2 separate regions of the Anas platyrhynchos genome follow, and region 2 is linked to region 1. The links are chromatin contacts, called in public Hi-C maps. All regions are on one chromosome and are shown on one strand. The core of a region is the stretch at or near the end of the contact, and the rest is flanking DNA. Distances in the headings are between cores, read along the strand shown. Region 1 holds the start of LOC101797763 (methylenetetrahydrofolate dehydrogenase (NADP+ dependent) 2 like). Region 2 holds the start of ANKRD17 (ankyrin repeat domain 17).

Region 1 (5,009 bases), core at 752-3,251:
AATCACACCAAGAAAGGCATCAGGTATACAGAAAGGTTACACACTGCAACAAATTAGCCAAAGCACTCAAAACAACTGAATTATTTTTTTAAATATATCCACACGGAAAACTTGACAGGGTGGGATGTCAGTGAGCAAGCACGTTTGTGCTCCCTGCCCCGCTACCATGACACCTGCTCGTGGATGCTCTTGGTCTGAAGCCTGTCTGAAATTACAACAATTCACGTACTGAGTCTTTCTTGTGACTTGCAAAACGTTACACCAAGATGCCAGCTACTCTTTTAGATCCACATACACACCAGTCCAAAATCATATGAGGCTTCACAACAGGATCTTCTCAACTCTATATATACACCATAATTTCCAATGAAAACCTCAGTAAAAGCATTATCATAGGAGCACCTGCTTTTACCTGAAATTTAAAAAAACAGTTACTGCCAACAAGGAACAGAAGTGGGCATACGTTTGTCCAGAAACACAGACATTTGTGCAGAAAAACTGCAGAATCACATGCACCAACAAAACATACACAACGCCTAGAAGGTGAAGATGCTTAATGCGGTTATCACGGTTTTGCTTACCAAGCTTTTCATGTTTAAAAAGAGGCTACAAAGCTTTCAGCAAACACTGCAGTGCTATGTGAGATACACAGACACCGCTTTTAGTTTTTTTCCCCCATTTTTTACTTCATACTCATCCAGAAGAGAGCAGCTGCCTGCCCTTCTGAGGGCAGAGATGCAAAAAGATGGACCCCCACCACCGCATTTTCTCTCTTCAGAGAGAAATTCTCCGGTATCCATTAAAATATCGTTATACGACCTGACAGACGCCAAAAAATCAGTACAAGCTAATTCTGCGTAAAACAATCAAGACACAACTGCAGGTCCCGGGAGCAAAATAATCCTGAAAAGGCCGATTTCTGCCAGCAGGGGGAAGGAAAGCCGAGCCGCCAGGGCTCTCCCGCCCAGGTCACCGCGCGGACCCCCGGGGAGCAGCCGGGGGGGGGCCATTTTGTGTCACCGCCCCACACCTGAGGGGGGGCCATTTTGTGGAGCCCCCACCCCGCGGCGGGGGCGTGGAAGGCGAAGGCGCCCCGTACCTGGCGGCGCTGCGGGGGGAGCCGCTGGCGCTGCGGGGCGCCGGGCAGGACAGGGCTCGCCATCTCCTCAGGGGAGCCAAGCAGGGGCGCAGCGAGACGGTGAAGGAGGAGGAGAAGGCGGCGGCCGCCATTTGCCTCCCGCCGCCCACGAAGCGCAGCCGCAGCCCGGCGGTGGAGGGAGGAGCACGGGGCAAGTAGCGGGGCCGGGGGCGGGCTCGGAGGAGGAGCCGATGGCTCGGAGTGGGGCAGCGAGGCTGAGGGGCGAGGCGAGGCGGCAGCCCGGGAAAATTAAAAAAAGGAGGGGTTTGAGGTAGAAAACGCCTCAAGAGAAGGAGCGAAGGGCGGGCAGCGCCTTTGGGTTTTGCCCTGCCTGGATCCTGTGAGCTGCTGTTCCCGCCAAAAGGCGGCGTGGCGAGCCCGGCGGGCTCAGGCAAGCACAGGATCCCAGAAGTGTTTAGTGTGGAAAAAAAGCTTAAGGTCATCGATTCCACCCATCCAGCTAACACTGCCAAGGCCACCACTAAGCCATAGAATCATAAAACCATGTCCCTAAGCACCACATGCACACATTTCTTGAGTATCTCTGGGGATGGCGATGCCACCGCTTCCCTCAGCTGCCCCTTCCAAGGCCCAGTCAGCTTGTCTGTGAAGAAATTCTTCCTAATATCCGATCTAAACCTCCCCTGGCACAATTTGAGACTGCTTTCTTGCATGCTATCACCTGTCACCTGCGAAAAATGGCTGACACTAACCTCATTATAGTCTCTTCAGGCAGCTGCAGTATGATGCCCCACATAATTCTCAGGTACATCCTCTTGTTTTCCCAGTGGAAGTTTCTTGGACTTCCTTGTGATTCATATATTAGTGCCTTCAGTCATATTTTATTGTAGACTTTTCTCTACATCTAGAAGAGAAGAAGAAAACTAAACAAGATCTGAAATACAAAGCATGCCAAAATAGTAACAGCAATCTTACCTGCAATACTGAGCCTACCTGAGAGCTGGCAAATTCCTTTATGAAACTGGGGAACGCTGTGTAAATGATACAACAGATTACTATGGCAGTTTCTGCTATAGCACTGGCAAATTTTTTGATCATTTAGATGTTCACATAAGGGCCATGGCTTAGGTGCTTACACAGAATTTGTACATACTGGGATATGTACATACTAGGTATCATCCTAGATATCTCTCATATCTCTTCCAGTCTTGTGTATATTATTTAAATCTTCCCTTTTAGCTTGCCATCTCTTATTTTATATACAGTAGCAACACCATCTAGCATGTATGTACTACATTAATTGTAAAGCTTTGTCACTCCCCTGTTTGGAGAGAACTTAACATGTGAGGATATAGGAATTCTCATGAAAATTTATGGTCCTAAACAGATACCAAATCTTTAAGACATAATTAGATTAGATTCTAAAGCAAAATACTGACACTTATATGCTGCTGGAAAGGAAAAAATGTATTTCTTTTTACTTCCTTTCAGGTAATCCTGAAAATGAAGTAGGTTACTTGAAAGATATATATATATATATATAAAAAGAGGAGGTAATATATTAAAAGAAAGAAAAGTTAAAGAGGATAACAGAGAACATGACAGAGAACTGAAGAAAAAAAAATCACATTAGTAATAAAAATTGGTATTACAGAGACGAGAATTCTGACAAAAGTTTCCTTTTGTCAAGGAAGAAGAAGGTTGTCTACTCTTTTTTTTTTTTTTTTTTTTTTTTGTGTGTGTGTGTGTGCGTGTGTGTGTGTGTGTGTGTGTGTAAAGTGTATACTTGATTATAAAATTTGGAATTGCTGCTGTTAAAGTTTTCCACAGACAAAATATCCAACAAATATTTCTCTCACTCCTTAGTACACTAGAAAAGTAGTTTTATGATAAGTATTTTTGGTAAAATTTGCTATTCCAGTTGTGACTGAAAAACTGTTTTAGATCAAAAGTACATGAGTTACAGAATGTTTGGCAAATACAGGCGAGTATATTCTTATATTCAGTGATGATAAACCCAACAACAACAGAAAAACAAAATTATCTACTATCTTTTGCAAACTCATATTTTATTTCAGTTGAACTCCTGCAATTCATATCAACCCCTAAAGATATATGAAGCCAGGTATTCGAGATGAAACCTTTTTTTTTGTCCATAGTTGCCTCGTTAGGCCTTAGATCCTATTTAAGTTTAAAACTAAAATATCACACTTTTTTTTTCTTTTTATTATTTTTAATTAAATTAACTTTTGCATCATATTGGCCATCTCAGCTTTGACCTTGAGGCTATATCTATTAATAATTACCAAAAAAAAAAAAAAAAAGAAGAAGAAGAAGAAGCTATTTTTATCAGTGGTTCACACCACTGGCTTTTCCTATGACTCCTGGAAAAGGATAATCTGAAAATCCGTGTCTGCTATAAGAACAGTTCAATCTAACAGCTCCCAGAGCAAAGCCTACAAAAAGTGACCACATTGCTATTGCTAAAGGTGCACTGAATACATTACATAGAAAACCTTATATAAATACTACAATAATAAAAAATAGTAGCATGTTATCCACACTGAGCTGGTGAAATTGGTACAAAAGACAAAGCTGAAAATATGCCATTTTTTTTGCTTAACAGTTAAAGCAAAGTTAGGCATCGGCAGCTGTGAAAAGGTGGGTACTCTTAACAGGTTGTTTCAGAGTATGTTATACTTTGTGTGTTTTTATGTGCAAATGATAACAGGCTATAACCTTAAAATACTGCTTTGGGTATTAACAATCCCATCAACCTAAAAATATCTCTTAATAGTTATTTGTGTCTAAATGGGAAGTTGATTATTTTTCTTTTGGTATGAAGCCATATCACCGTTCTCTCATCTTGTAAAAACCCTTATCAGGAAATGTAGCTTAACAAAAAAAAAAAAAAAAAAAGTGAATAATTTCTTTTTATATAATTTCTTTTTATATCCTGGGGGAATATTATACCTTTGTTCGCTGCTCTGCTTTTTCTTCTCTTTTTTTGTCTTCCCAGCTACTGGAAGCTGTATATTTGTATAAGATAAAGAGGCTGAGAAGAAACACAGTCTTAGTTTAAGAAAAATAATGAGTCTTACTTTTGGAAAAACATAAGTCAAAAACATTTTTCCTCTTAGGTAGCTTTGTATTTAAATTTATTTATTTATTCCTTTTTTATTTAAATTTCCAGCCATTCTTTACTATCTCTACACCCCTCTCCTCTGTTTTTAAAGAACACCGATATCCTGGATGAATTTATTTCTGTACTTGCACAAAGGGATGTACTTTTCTTCCCTGGTTTTCGAGGTCATGCTGGAAACTAGCCACCAGGAGGCGGCATTTCCACGCGTTAGACTCGCTTTACGTTGTTGCCTTGTTCTGGTGTCTGCTGGTTTTTAGGATCTGGAAGAGAAAAATGAACCTTGAAGCACAGGCAATCGTTCAACCCCCCTTTTCCTTATGCTTGTCCTGAAACTATTAAGAGCCTTCAGGCTGCCAGTGCACACAGCATGTTTAGAAAAATCTTGGCTCAAATACACAGTTTTAAGGCATGAACTGAAGGAACAAATACCTTGCCAAGTCTATTTTAATGAGATTTTTTTTTTTTTATCCTAGTTACTTTGGCATACCTTTCTTAGACGTCAAAGCAGTAAATCAGTGCTCTCAGAGCACTCAAGAAGGCTTGAGCCCTCCCAGAGCGCTCTAGTTTATGGATAGATTGGGATCAAATTTTGAGCAAAGATTCTGGTGTTACTTTTAAAAACTAAATACAATAGAAATAATTAACCAGTATACGTTAACCAGTAAATGTATAACAGTATACATTTATAATGCTTTTCACAAACTTTATTTGATCCCCTAAAAGCATGTTTGGATGAAGAAACAAGGAAATTATTTTCATTTGATT
Region 2 (5,009 bases), core at 1,246-3,745, 200 kb after region 1:
AAGCTCTGTGAATGGCAAATACAGCTTTGGGTTATGTGCTCACATTGATAGTGGGATACAAAAGACATTATCTTAATTATTTACTTATTTATCATAAGCATGTTTTTCTCAGGGGTTTTAGAATATAAAGCACTATTATGCAACTGGAGGAAGTTTCATGCCTTCCCCAAATGTGCTCTTGTTTAAACCATCACAATTCGTACCTGACTTCCACAAGCAGCTCTTGCCCATGACAAAAAAACACGTTATAAGCATGACGAATCTAACACCAACCTTCTCCAAAGGCCACAAGCGCTTTTACTGCTGCTGCACACACAAAAAGTTCAAACTAGTAGAGGCGGTGGGGAGAGCAGGTATAAACTGTGTTATAAAACCATCGGAAAATGACTTGTTGTATACTGCACGATTAGAAGGAGCAACTGTTTGATCAGAACAGAGGTCACCACCATAAAATAAACTGAACAAATAGCCTCAGATAGGCCATCCTGTTTCTGCCTGGAATGGTGGTGCTTTGTAATTACTCACCCTGATCCAGGACTGGATAATGCAACAGAGACTGATAAAATTATATGGTTGCTTTTATTAGCAAGAAACCCAGATTTGATGGCTGAAAAGACCCTTTCCAAGCCTACCAACTTAATGGATATGTGAATTAATATGTAAATGTTGAAGATCATTATGAAAAAGCAGGTTTGGAACAAAGTCGAACAGAGCATTACTGCAACACCAATCCCTTGTTGCCATTTTCTGACCTTATGCTGCCCTGAAGAGACACAGGGAGGCAACTCCTTGCTAACAGCTCAAAGGGTAAAATCCAGCCCTGCAACTGCCCTTCCTGAATCCAAACAGGTGAATTTGGTGCATTTGGACAGTCTCTCCTCTGCCAAGCTGCTGAGACTGTCAAAGATATTTAAGATGTGTTTTGTCTTAAATTTTCTGTTAAAGAAGTAAAGGTGATGCCTTTTTCACATGTAAACCATTAACCTCAGGTGGAAGGGCTGAATTTACCTTATTCTCTTCATTATTTTTTTTTGTTTGTTGTGATAACAACATAACTTAACGCTTGACTTGTGCTTGTATTTCACTATGCAGCACTAAAAATCCATGTGTTTGACACAAGAAGACAAAACCATAATTCTGATAGATCTTGCGCTGTTTTGCTTTTGTGATTTTTGTGTAATCACACCAGTTTGAGAGGGAATCTTACTGATTGTAGAGTCAGTCAATTTTTCGCAAGTGACCAGGAAGTAGTAGTGAGGTGGCTAGAACATCCAGTTTATTCCTCCTAGATCGCATCAAACTGTCATCTGCAGAGGTATGTATAAAGGTACTTTCACTTTAGGTCTTCTACCTGAGGATGAGGTGAAGAGCTACAGCCAGAGCCAGGTGACTCGCAAATTATACCATAACTTAATAGTGGTGCTGTTACCACTGCTGCAGTCCTTTTCTTAAGGGACTAGGTTTTGGTGGGCTGTGACCTAGAGGGAAACTCTGTGGACTTGCTTTCATGATAAAAATTAGTTTGAGAAGTTTTTTTAAAAAGCAAATGTTCATTTTAGAGGTGCTGCAGACTCAGACAGTTCTTTTTAATCTTATCCAAATAAGATGACAACTATGAAATCAAGTGTAACTTCTTTGCATTCCTGTAAAATGTGAATGGAATAGACCCTATTAGCTTGAAACATTAAATCCAAAACATCACTAGCATACCTGTGCATCATGGCCATTATCAACCTGTACACTCAGGTGTTTCTGAGGTGAAAAAAAATATTTTCCTTGGTGATTTCCATCATCTTGAAGAAAAAAGTTCCCGTTCTTTTGGTGAGCTTGCATCAATGGCCTGTATTTCAGTGCCAGAAGACTTTTGCTAAGAAAAGAATGAACCTGCACTGTGCTCAAGTGGAAGTGATGATATTTTTCCACAGAAAACCAAACCAAAGCATTTGAGTATGGATGTCCCAAGTCCAATTCCGGGGTGGGGGGGCCTTAGGAAGGAAACGGGATATGGTGACAGAGTTAAAGGACAGGGCTGCAGCGTGTGGTGACAGAATTAAAGGACGGAACTGGAGTATGCGCTGCTATTTGTTGGCAACGACGCCCTAACAACGTTTTTTACCACAGAACTGAGGGGATTGCCTCAGAAAAATCAGCTAACAGACACCATTCCACAGAGTTTGACGTAGTTTTGACTTAGAGTCAAAAAAGACGTGTGTTTTGGCACAGTGCTGTGAGTTTGGGGGGACGGGGACGAGCCCAGGGGTGGCGGTTGGAGCTCGCGCCCGCTCTGACAGACCCCGGGAGGGGCGGAGCTGGGTGGTGGTGGGGGGGCTGTGAGGAGGAACGGCCGCAACGGCGCCGCCGCGGCGGGTGATGACGTCCCGCGCTCTTCCGGCGCCGGGGCGGTGACCGAGGCACGCAGAGGAGGGGGGGCCCCGCCGGGAGGGCGCTGAGGAGGAGGAAGAGGAAGGCGCTGAGGGGCGGGCGGGGGGAGAGAGGGAGAGGGAGGAGCGGGAGCGCGGAACGGGAGCGAGGAGCAGCGGGCGCGCGCCGGCGGCCGTTGCTAGCGCGCGCGGCGGCCGTTGCCGCTCCGGCGGCGCTCCCGCGGCGGGGCAGAAGTATCGCGAGAGCTGCCGCGGCGCCGGCGCTAGAGGTGACCGAGGAGCGGCGGCGGCGGCGGCTCCGAGTGCTGCCCCCCCCCCGCTTCTTCCTCCTCCTCCTCCTCTTCCTCGTCCCTCAGCGGGGCGGAGCGGCCATGGAGAAGGCGGCGGAGGGAGGCGACGGCGAGGCCGGGAGCGCCACGGCGGGGCCGGGGCCACCGGAGGGGGGGAGCGGAGGAAGCGGAGCCGGTTCGTCGTGCCCCGGCGGGGCGGCGGGGCCGCGGGGGCTGGTGCGGGTGTGCGACCTGCTGCTGAAGAAGAAGGGGAAGGCGAAGCGCAGCGGGAGGCCCGGCCGGGCGGCCAGCAGCAGCGAGAGCGGCGGCGGCGGCAGCGAGAGCAGCAACAACGGCAGCGAGGAGGAGGAGGACGAGGAGGAGGAGGAAGAGGAGGAGGAAGAAGAGGAGGTCTCCGAGGTAGGGCCCCAGCGGGCTAGGTGTGGGGGTTGGCCTCGCTGCCTGGGTTTCATAATTTCATAATTCCTCCCTCTCCTCGGGGAGGAAGGGGGCAGCACCGGGCCGCCTCGTGGCGGGGCGGGGCGGCCGGCACCGGGGCACGGCGGGGAGCTGGGGCCGCCCCTGGCTTCCCGACCCTTTTCCCCCGAGTGCCCCGGGGCTCAGGAGGTGGTCCCGGGGCTCAGGGGGCGGCCCCCGCCCTCGTGTGGCTCTCTGGGCACGTGTGAAGGGGTGGCTTGTGTCTACACGTGCTAAGGGGCAATCCGGATCGCAGCCCGGAGCGGGGGATGAGCCTGAGTTAGGGTGTGTGGCTAGGAAGCAGTCCCCGCTCCGCATCAGGTAAACAGGTCGTTTTCAATAAGAGCAGGTGGATTTGCAGCTAGAGCAAAGGCTTCCCGAGATCTCGGGGTGTTCTGTTCATGTCCAAACAACTCTCTGAAGCTGTCAGCAGCCATCATTTATATGCCACAGAATCAAAGAACGGTTTGGGTCAGAAGGGACAAATACAATGCTGAAAGAAGCACGAGAAAGCATGGTCAACTTGGTGTCACTTCATGTTGTTTTCTTTCAGGTTGGTATCACTGGAAAAGGCAAATCAAGATTTGAAGCACCTTTCCTATTTGCATAAATAGCCATGCCGAGTTGGTTTGCTGGGTAGCTTTAATTCCGTAACGTTCCACAGAACAGTCACTTCTGCTTTTGCTGAACAGCATCTGCAGAGCAGTCCACTCCAAGTTTTTAAGCTTTTCCTTGAACTTTATTTCCAAGTACTTCTGATGTTAAGTGGCATGTTCTACTTTTGGGTTAGAAATGAAAAATGAGCAAGGAGGAAGAATCTCATACAGTTCAGGAAGGGCTTGGCTGTTACTGTGGTTGGTTTTTCCAGGGTAAAGAAGCACTCTGCATTTTTTTTCCCTACAGAAGTAGATACAAGGAACTTCGTATCTAGTTGTTGTGAGATAAATTGCGCACAGAAAGCGCCTGTCTCAGTTAACAAGTAATTATGTCTGGCTTCTTGTTTTTCAGTGTCTATTTTTAGCGAAGTGAGCATCCTGTAGGTACAGGTTTTCAAATCCTAAAACTTAAGAGCTAGGCAGCAATGTTCATGTACTTGATGTGCTTTGCTGTGCCATCTAGTAGTCCTACAGATATTTGAAATACTCTTGAGCAGAGTCCATTGAGTTTTACGTGGCAAATGGATGAAGGCTATCTAATGCTACAGGCAATGCATTGGTTGGTGGTTCGGTATCAAGATGAGTTGTATGGTGCAGCAGAATTCAACGGAATTTATGTCAAGTGGGACTTACTGGTAAAATCATAGGTAGGTTAATTTTGTGGTCTGGAGCCTCTTACAAAAGGGGCTGTTTAGGCAACTGATTTGCCAGTGGTATTGAGGATGGTGTGATGAGAAAGGTGAAGATAACAAAGGTATGGGTAGTCTTGGACAATGTGAGCCTTCTTAGCTTGTATGCTGTACCTTATGTAGCCGTGGATACCTATTTTGTATGCTTGAAGATGTACAGAGGTGAGAAAGCAAGTGATCATTAAAATATCACGGGGAGGCTAAATAACACTTCTTTTTTTTTTCTTTAACAGAAATTCCATGTCTTGTAGGTATAGGTAGCTGGGGAAGCAGTTTTGGCATCTGGAAGCTTCCCTGATGCTTTTATCTTAGTCATAGTAAGGGAAGGCTTGCCCAGTCTGGGTGGTCGGGGTTTAAATATGAAGCAAGAGCTCGTAAATAACAGACAAGTTAACACTGTGAAGTCTATTAAGTCCAGGATATGTGAGGAAATGTATCTGCTTAATTTATTTTAATTCTTTCTTGTCATTCAGGTTGCTTAAAAAAGCTCTTCTGTCTTCTTTCTCCAGACTTCAGGATGGAGTGATGCGGTACAGT

What was found. A called contact is a pair of places that touch in the nucleus more often than the background predicts.
Region 2: a Hi-C map of liver shows a contact between it and region 1, with 4 times the contacts expected there. The contact joins the promoter of ANKRD17 here to the promoter of LOC101797763 in region 1. A contact is called at or near these places in 4 of 8 Hi-C or Micro-C datasets (F1 follicle, liver, small yellow follicle and 1 more).

The regions. Positions count from the first base shown.
Region 1 is chr4:49,987,266-49,992,274 of IASCAAS_PekinDuck_T2T, forward strand. It overlaps LOC101797763 (methylenetetrahydrofolate dehydrogenase (NADP+ dependent) 2 like), which reads right to left and starts at 2,002. Exons shown (of 10, transcript XM_072037573.1): 1 at 1,852-2,002. The coding sequence starts at 1,910.
Region 2 is chr4:50,189,445-50,194,453 of IASCAAS_PekinDuck_T2T, forward strand. It overlaps ANKRD17 (ankyrin repeat domain 17), which reads left to right and starts at 2,496. Exons shown (of 33, transcript XM_038178083.2): 1 at 2,496-3,070. The coding sequence starts at 2,753. LOC140002480 (a long non-coding RNA gene) reads left to right here. Exons shown (of 3, transcript XR_011809183.1): 3 at 1-1,340. It overlaps LOC140002481 (a long non-coding RNA gene), which reads right to left and starts at 2,272. Exons shown (of 3, transcript XR_011809184.1): 1 at 1,711-2,272.